Linked DNA regions of Capra hircus: region 2 is linked to region 1. Evidence: chromatin contacts called from public Hi-C data. All regions are on one chromosome and are shown on one strand. Each heading gives the region's core, a stretch centred on a gene start, on an enhancer-like site or on the middle of the called end of the contact. The rest is flanking DNA. Distances are from core to core; before and after follow the strand shown. Region 1 holds the start of UBE2J1 (ubiquitin-conjugating enzyme E2 J1). Region 2 holds the start of RNGTT (mRNA-capping enzyme).

Region 1 (4,258 bases), core at 856-3,355:
TACAGTGTAGAAACAGAAAAAAATTCTGAAGAATTTTATAAGCTTATCACAGTCTCGGGTACAATAACCTATCAAAATTCAGCAAAGTCCTCTGACAACAATCTCTTGGGACCCACCAACACTCCATTCCAAACTGCACTATTACTCATTTTCATTATTCTCTGGACATTCCACTAAATACCTCAGCTGTCTCAAGGAACTTGGTACCATGTGACCAAACAGTCATCCTACATTTTACCCACATATTTTTATTAAAATCTAGCACAATTTTCACATTCTAAGCATTCCACCATCTAATCTTAAAATTAAGCTTTTCTTTCCCTCGTTCTCTTTCATCTCCCTTTATTCCCCCTGGCGTAGGAGATGGGTTGAGGATGGCAGGGGTGGTGAATCCACTGAAATTGAATCCTATAAACGTACTTCTTGGAGAGTCCAAACCCTTCCGCGGATTTATTTTTTTTTAAGTCTATGGCTCCCCCAAACGTTATGACTGATTCTTGGTTACCGGAGAACGTTTCTTAGCCTGACAGAACTCAAGTTAACAAAGCTCTGTTCAATCAGTATCCTCAGGCTTTTCTTCAGTTTTTGTTATGTTTTTAAGTCATTAAAAAAAATCCAAGATTCACAGTATCAACTCTCTCCATGAGCATGCTAATCTTGCTGATTCTTACTGAGAAGTCGCTTCTTCGGAAGGGGAAAAAAAAAAAAAAAAGAACCAATAAAGGTTGGCCAAACCATCACTAAAATCCTTTATTAGGATTATTTAGACCTGAAGTGTGGAGTTTCTCCCTCTGAACAAATTTATCAAGGTACAAATCCAATACCACTTACAGAATCCAAAGGTTTGTTTGAAGCCTGTCTTAATCTGAGAGCTGCTTCCTTTTCGTGCTTCTTAATTTTGTTGTTTAGTCACTAAGTCGTTTCTGACTCTTTCGCGACCCCATGGACTGTAGCCCGCCAGGCTCCTCTGTCCACGGGTTCTCCAGGCAAGAACACTGGAGTGGGTTGCCATTTCCTCCTCCAGGGGATCTTCCGGACCAGAATGCACCCCGCGTCTCCTGCACTGGCAGGCGGATTCTTTATCGCTGAGCCATCAGGGAAGCCCGCTTCTTTATTATACACCAGAAAAGTATTTGAGGCTAGGATTGTTTGGCTGCTTCTGTGAATGAAGCAGGGGTATTAAAGACAGGAAGAGAAGTTTCTATGCCTGAAAAGAGGCATACATACATCATACCAGTATGGCTAAAATCATGGTTAGTTCTAAAGTACATGGTTCAACTAGTTTTCTTAGCTTTTTGGTTAACCGCTTTAGTCCAGAACATTTCCTTTATGTCTGTAATTCTATTTGCCCCAAAGCCTGCAAACAGGACGTTTAAACGAAATCCTCAAATGAGAGTGAGTCAAACAGCTAATAAAAGTCCGGTGGCGGCGACGGAGAAGAGCTAACGACCGTGTTCAAGGCGCAGGTAGGGCAAGGGGTTGATCTCTATTACTCACGGCCATCACCATTACACCTGTTCGCGGGGACGAGCTGATAACCCAGTTCTACGTGGCGAAAATGAGGGAAGGGCAGTCGGGGTGCGGAAGGGAGACCCCAGGTTTTGTGCCTGCCGGGCCGCCCGGCTCCGCGGCCTGCACCAGCCCGGCAGGCGGCGGGCTGGCGTAGAGCGCGGAACCGGGAGCGGAGCGGCGAGTGGCGGCCGACGCGAGGGGACCGCGGCGCGGGTCCCCGGGGTCCGGGGTCACTCCCCCATCGCGCTCACCGTGCGGCACCGCCCCCTGCCCACAGCCCCGCTCACCCGGACTCTTCAGGTTGTAGCGGGTCTCCATGGCGGGGGGCTGGCCCGGCTCCAGCCTCCCGGCCCGCCGCCGCCGTCGCCGCCTCTCCGCGCCGCCGCCTCCCGCGTCTCAACTCGGTTCGGGCCGACCGGGTCTGGCCGAGGAGCCTCCGCGGTGGCCGCCCCGCCCAGGCCGGGACTGCGGGCGGGGCGGGAGGGCGCGGGCTCCGCGGTGGCACCGCCTCCTGCGCTGCTCCCCCGCCTCCCAGAGGGCCGGGCAGGCGCCGGCGCCGGCCGGGGTGTCGCTGAAGCCGGGGCTGGGCTGGAGGTCAGCCTCCTCGTCTGGCCGCGGGCCCAAAGCCGCCACGGCCGCCCGGCCTGCGTCACCCGCCCTCGCCCAGGTTTTGTGAAGTTGTCCTGACGTGGCAGTCGCTTCGTGGCGGGGGCGCGGCTCGGCCGCTGGTCACCTCCCCGGTCCCGCGAAGCGCACTCCCGGATCTGCAGGAGCGGGCGGCGCTCAGGTCTTAGCCTTGCCCGGGCCCACCCGGGCTCCCCAGGCGCTTGCGGGACTTCCCGCGGAAAGGCGCGGCCCGAAACGCCCCGACCGCCCTCGCTGCGGGTGGATCTGGGCCCAGGTCCTCGAGACCGGTTCAGAGGCACCCCAGCCCGTCGCCCGTGTGGGCCGGCTACTGCCAAGTGCTTTGTTTTCAGATCGGTAGCTGTCTGAGGTGGAAACAGTTAAGCAGGAAAGGAGAAATCCAGTGATAAGAGAATGAGAAGGGTTTTTATAACATTTTTTTTTTTCCCCAGACAAATATGCTTGGGTGCAAGGCAGTTAGTTAAGCATTTGGGGAGATTTTTAAAGAAGAATTGAATCGGGTTCGGAAGCATACATATATGAAAGGTATCCCCTCAAAGAACACATTTCGGGCTTCATTGCAGAAACTGACGTCACGAAAAAGACGTAAAAAGGGACAAGGATTTAGGAAAAGGGGGGGATTGGGACGACGGAGAGGATGAAGAGGGAAGGAGAGAATTCTATGTGGAATGAAGAGGGTTAACCAGGCTGGGCAAATTTTATTTTGTTATATAAAAATAGAAAACTTTCTTTTTGAAAGGTAACAATATGCCACCCCAAAATATACCTCTTTGGCATAAGGATTATCTTGAGCTGAATATTTTTGAGAAAGAGCAGGCACAAGAAAATCTCTGAAAATAGAGTATAATTTATCGTTTCCTAAGGGGCCGCAAAGAGTGGGACACGACTGAGCGACTGAACTGAACTGAAGGGAAATTCACGTTTTTTAAAACACATTTTTTTTGCTGTGCTGTGCTTAGTCGCTCAGTTGTGTCTTCTTGCGACCCCATGGACTCTTTGCAACCCCTGGACTGTAGCCCACCAGGCTCCTCTGTCCAAGGGGATTTGCCAGGCGAGAACACTGGAGAGGGTTGCTATACCCTCCTGCAGGGGAATCTTCCCAACCCAGGGATCAAATCCAGGTCTTCCGCATTGCAGGTGGATTCTTTATGGCCTGAGCCACCAGTGTCTGAGAAAGTTGATGGAGGAGGTACTAACAAATCTTCGAAACAACCTTTACCCCTGTTTCCCTGTGCCCTTTCATTACTGGCCGCCTTCAATCCCCCCTGTCTTTAGCTGAAGATACTATTAATCTTTGGTAGTGACTCAGGGACATACTCAGCTTGTTTCTTCTTTTGTTCATTTGTCTGTTGCAAGGGGTTTCAGCCAAGAACTCATAAGGGAAAAGTAGTGCCTTTTCACTGGTAGTGACATGGGTTATTTATACCCATTTTACAGATGAAGACAATTGAGGTCTCAGAGAACTCAAGCTTAAATTCTTCCTGTTTTCAACTACATTAAAAGTTCTTATCTGTGGCCCCCCAAAATATTGCCTGCCATTTCAGTAAACAAAGGATGTCTGCCTGCCATCAGCTGTGGCAGTTGCCCGTTGAAGGTACACCCTGAGGGGAATTCAGGATAAAGTAAAACAGGATACTGGCCCTAGAGAAAGGATAGAATAATTTCAGAGTCCAGACTCTCGCATCTTCTCATAGGTAGAAAAGCACTAAAATCATTAACTTGAGATACCTGCATTTTTGTGATTAACAGTAATCTTTTGATGTTCAACTACTTTTTTTACGTTTTTTGTTTGGTTGGTTTTTTTCTCAGCAAGAACTCCTGTATATCCTGGCTCCTCTCTTACCAATTTGGAACGACTCCTCAGAGATACCTGAGAGGCAGCATCCTAGGCTAAAGTCCTCAGTAAGGCCACCAAATAAAACAGAATTCTCAACATTTAGAATGTGCATTTTTTTCCAGTTGACATATCTTTCTGACATTTTTTTATCATATTGATAAAAAGAAGTTTTCTAGATTTTTATTAAGTTCTTGATTTGAATACTTTGAAATCCAATTTACAGAGGTTCTTCAAGTTTCATTGACTTATATTCAAGGCTACTTA
Region 2 (4,258 bases), core at 515-3,014, 290 kb before region 1:
GAGTTCCCAATGCAGGGGTCCTAGGTTGGATCCCTGGCCAGGGAACTAAATCCTACATTCTGCAACTAACAGTTTGCATACCACAGCTAAAGATTCCACATGCCCCATCTTATGATCTCCAGTGTCATACAAAGATCGTAGATCCCAAGTGCTACAACTAAGACCCTGCACAGTCAAATAAATAAAAATAAATATTTTTAAAATCAGCAAAAGATTTGGACATTTTGCAAAAGAAGATATGTGAACCGCCAAGAAGCACATGAAAAGATGCTCAACATCAAACCACAATGAGACAGTACTAAGCCCCTATTGGGGCTACCCTGAGAGCTCAGTTGGTAAAGAATGGGTAATATTAAAAAGACTGACCAAATCAAGTGTTAGGATATGGAGCAAAGAAGAATCCTCATACAGACAGGCAGGAATGCAAAATGTTAGGACTTTGAAAAGAGTTTGGCAGTTTTTTGAAAGGTTAAATGTACACCTACTGTATGATCCATCCCTGTCCTAAAGATTTACACAGGGGAAAAGAAAACATATGCCCATACAAAGAACTGTACATGAATGTTCATAGTAAGTTAGTATGCAACAGCCAGAAACTGAAAACCCAAAGGACCATCAATGAATGAATGAATAAACAAATCTAATTTAAACTGGTGTAGCTATAACAATAGACTACTACTTGGCAGTAATAAGGGATGAGTTAATGACACACACAAGCACACATATAAATCTCAAAATAATAATACTGAGTGAAAGATGCCAGAGATAGTCCCCGAAAGAGAGTATGTTTCCATTTATTTTCAAAATTATACAAAACGCAAACTAAATCTATAGTGACAGAGAGCAGATCACCGGTTGCCTGCAGAGAGAGGGATTATCAAGGGCTGGAGGAAACCTGAAGAGGTGATGATTATGTTCACTATCCTGTGTTTCATTCTTGTGTTTCATAGGGGGTATGCGGGAGTCAAAATTTATCCAACTGTACACTTTAAATTTAAAGTCTGTTGGGTCAAACTCAAAGATGAAAAAGTCCTCAAAAGTCATTCTTAAAAAAAAAAAAAAAAGGGGGGGATTTTAAAAAACTAAGCAAAACAAAAACCTCCAGTCTCAGTGTGGATCAATTTCACCACTGGGAACTGCCCTTCCTCCTCTTAAGCCCTCCTTCATCTCAAGACCCACACCCTTCCGAGAACCCTGAAAGGTTTACAAAACTCTTGACTAAGCTTCAAAGTACTGCCCCTCGAGTTCTTGTGTCCTCAGTTCCTGCCACACAGAAACCGCCTATCTACCTTCCTGTTCGCAACATTTAGCCTTACTGAAGAATGACAAGTGCCCCTATTCCCTCCAGTCCAGGTTCCCAAATATTCATCCACGAAGCTTCATCGGACCAAGTACATCTCGGTCCTGAAACACCACTACCGAAAGCTGCACCTCCTCAGCCCACCCCCGGACCCGCCCGTGCGCGGGGACTCGAACACCACAGTCCCGGTTACCTGCCACCGGCTGGCCGCGCCGCGGACAGTTTAGCCACCGCGGCGGGATCTTGTTGTGAGCCATGTCTTGGGGCCGCGCACAGTCGCCCCTCCACCAACGCTCGGCCTAGCGGCCGCCTCCTCGCGGTCCGCTCTGAACCGGAGGTCTGAGGTACCCGAATCCCGGACGGCGTCCGAACCCTAGCCGCTCCGACGCGGTAATGTCAGCGGCGGCGCGCCACTTCCATTCAGGCTCAACTCTAGACGAGCCCACAATGCACCGCCACTTCCGCCCCCAAAGGCCCCACCCACTTCTTTCCGAGGTCAGAGGTGAAAAAGAGAAGCTGGCGGAGGGATGGGAAGGAGTTAAGGCCAAGGCGAATAGAAGGGGCGGGTCTTCCCTCGCCCCGCCCCGCCCAGATCTCGGAGGGCTCTGTGGGCGGCTTCGCAGATGCTCGGCTGCTATAGTGGGAGAAGGCACCCTGCTCCGATACTCTTGCCTGGAAAATCTCATGGACGGAGGAGCCTGGTAGGCTGCAGTCCATGGGGTCGCTAAGAGTCAGACACGACCGAGCGACTTCACTTTCACTTTTCACTTTCATGCATTGGAGAAGGAAATGGCAACCCACTCCAGTGTTCTTGCCTGGAGAATCCCAGGGACGGAGGAGCCTGGTGGGCTGCCGTCTATGGGGTCGCACAGAGTCGGACACGACTGAAGTGACTTAGCAGCAGCAGAAGCAGCAGCAGCAGCTGCTGCCATAGTACGAGATACCGCAGAACTACCGTTCTTTACATTTCTGTCTCGACAGCCGATGGAAACCCTGGAGAATGAAACCAAGCCTCTTTCCAGGCGTAGAGTGGTCCGCAGATTTCGTTAAGGCATCTATCTGTTTTACTGACGAAAGGGGCTTTCTCGCTGCCGTCATACCCCAAGAGCCTGATCGCCCTTTTTTCGGCCAAGTTTGGCGTTTCGGCAGGATCTGGATTTGATTGGGAATTTGAAAAGTTCTTCCTGACTTGGATTAGCGGAACAAGCTTTAGAGAAAATCTAAGGGCGAGAGATTGGAGCACCAGAAATGAGGGATTTCTCTTTGGGGATGTGTTTCTAGGGATCCATGAAGCATCTGAAATTAACCCCAAACCGTGCTTTATGAGTTTTGTTTCTACATTTCTGGAGCAGTTTTATAGTGTATTTGGGAGTCTGAAAGTTACCAACTAATGTGTGTTATTAGCAAAGGCAGGAATTGCTCAGTGGAGTACCGCTACGCGGCAGTGTTCTCAATTTGGCTTACCAAATTGGAAGCATCTTCCAATTCCAGGCGATTGGGAGCTCATTTTATAAACTGTCCCGTAATAAGACTTTCTATAGCTACCAGACTAATTTAGTTAAAGTATTAAATATAAAGCTGGATGCTGGCAAGTTAATTATAGTGTTAACAGGTTGGTTTTAAATATCAGTGCTGTATTTGAACTGCAAGAGAATGCGGTTTGGGACAGGGCAGGGAATGCTTGTTAAAGCAGTGGTCCTCAACCTTTTTGACCAATTTCATGAGAGACAGTTTGTCCACGAACCAGGCTGGGGAGAGGGGGTTGGTTTCAGGATGATTCAAGCACATTTCATTCATTGTGCACTTTTATTTCTATTATTATGACACCGACTCCACCTTAGATCATCAGGCATTAGATCCTGGAGGTTGGGGATCTGATGTTAAAGTGCTGGTGAGAAACTTGTGGGACTGCTCAGCTCCCAAATGCCTGGGCCCTCTCAATATGATCAGAATTCTCCCCATAGAAAGGGGCTGTCTATGTTTGAGAGAGCTTGAATTAGTTGGCACTCCTGGTCTGTCTGGCTGTTATATCTGTTGAGACCTTTTAGTGAAAGTAACAGTCCTCTGCTAACAGGAAAAGGTAAGACTCAGTTGCCTTACAAACCAGCAATCTGCCTAGATGATGGCCAATTCTAGTGTCTGCTGGCAGAGTGGAGTTGGAGCAAAGAGGAAGTCAAGACATGTTAATGAGAATGTGTTTGTGGTTCCAGAAAGCCAGGGAGGACTCATGTTGGTCACTCTATGGGCATCTCTTTTTCCTCTTGGAAAACGGCAGAGAGGTGAGAGTAGGGGTAAATAAGATTGAATTTTCCCTGTTGACAAAAAGGAAAAAGACTTTCCCCTTTCCTAGAACATTTTCTTTCAAAAACTTTTATTTGTAAATCCTGCCCCATCACTTTGATACCTATATATAAGTCTTTTGAACAGCTCAGTAAGCCTCTTGCCTGCTTTACAACCCAAGAACTTTTCTCAAGGTCTAGAGAGCCACCTCTTTGTAAACAGGAAGAAAGATGGCACCCCCCTGTCTCCTTGTCATCACAGGAATTTAACCTAAAGAAAGCAGAAACATTTCTTTACCAACAAAGGTCCCTACAGTCAAAGCTATAGTTTTTCCAGTAATACTGTATGGATATGAGAGCTGGACCATTAAGAAACCTGAATACCAAAAAATTGATGCTTTTGAACTGTGGTGTTGGAGAAGACTCTTGAAAGTGCCTTGAACTGCAAGGAGATCAAACCAGTCAATCCTAAAGGAAATCAGTCCTGAATATTCATTGGAAGGACTGATGCTGAAGCTGAAACTCCAATACTTTGGCCATCTGATGAGAAGAGCTGACTCATTGAAAAAGACCCTGATGCTGGGGAAGATTGAAGGCAAGAGCAGAAGGGGACAACAGAGGATGAGATGGTTGGATGGCATCACAGACTCAATGGACATGAGTTTGAGCAAGCTCCAGG

What was found. A called contact is a pair of places that touch in the nucleus more often than the background predicts.
Region 2: a Hi-C map of blood shows a contact between it and region 1, with 4 times the contacts expected there. The contact joins the promoter of RNGTT here to the promoter of UBE2J1 in region 1. A contact is called at or near these places in 2 of 5 Hi-C or Micro-C datasets (both in blood).

What each region holds. Positions count from the first base shown.
Region 1 is chr9:48,103,900-48,108,157 of ARS1.2, reverse strand. It overlaps UBE2J1 (ubiquitin-conjugating enzyme E2 J1), which reads right to left and starts at 2,105. Exons shown (of 8, transcript XM_018053150.1): 1 at 1,800-2,105. The coding sequence starts at 1,830.
Region 2 is chr9:48,395,861-48,400,118 of ARS1.2, reverse strand. RNGTT (mRNA-capping enzyme) reads right to left here and starts at 1,764. Exons shown (of 16, transcript XM_018053155.1): 1 at 1,494-1,764. The coding sequence starts at 1,557.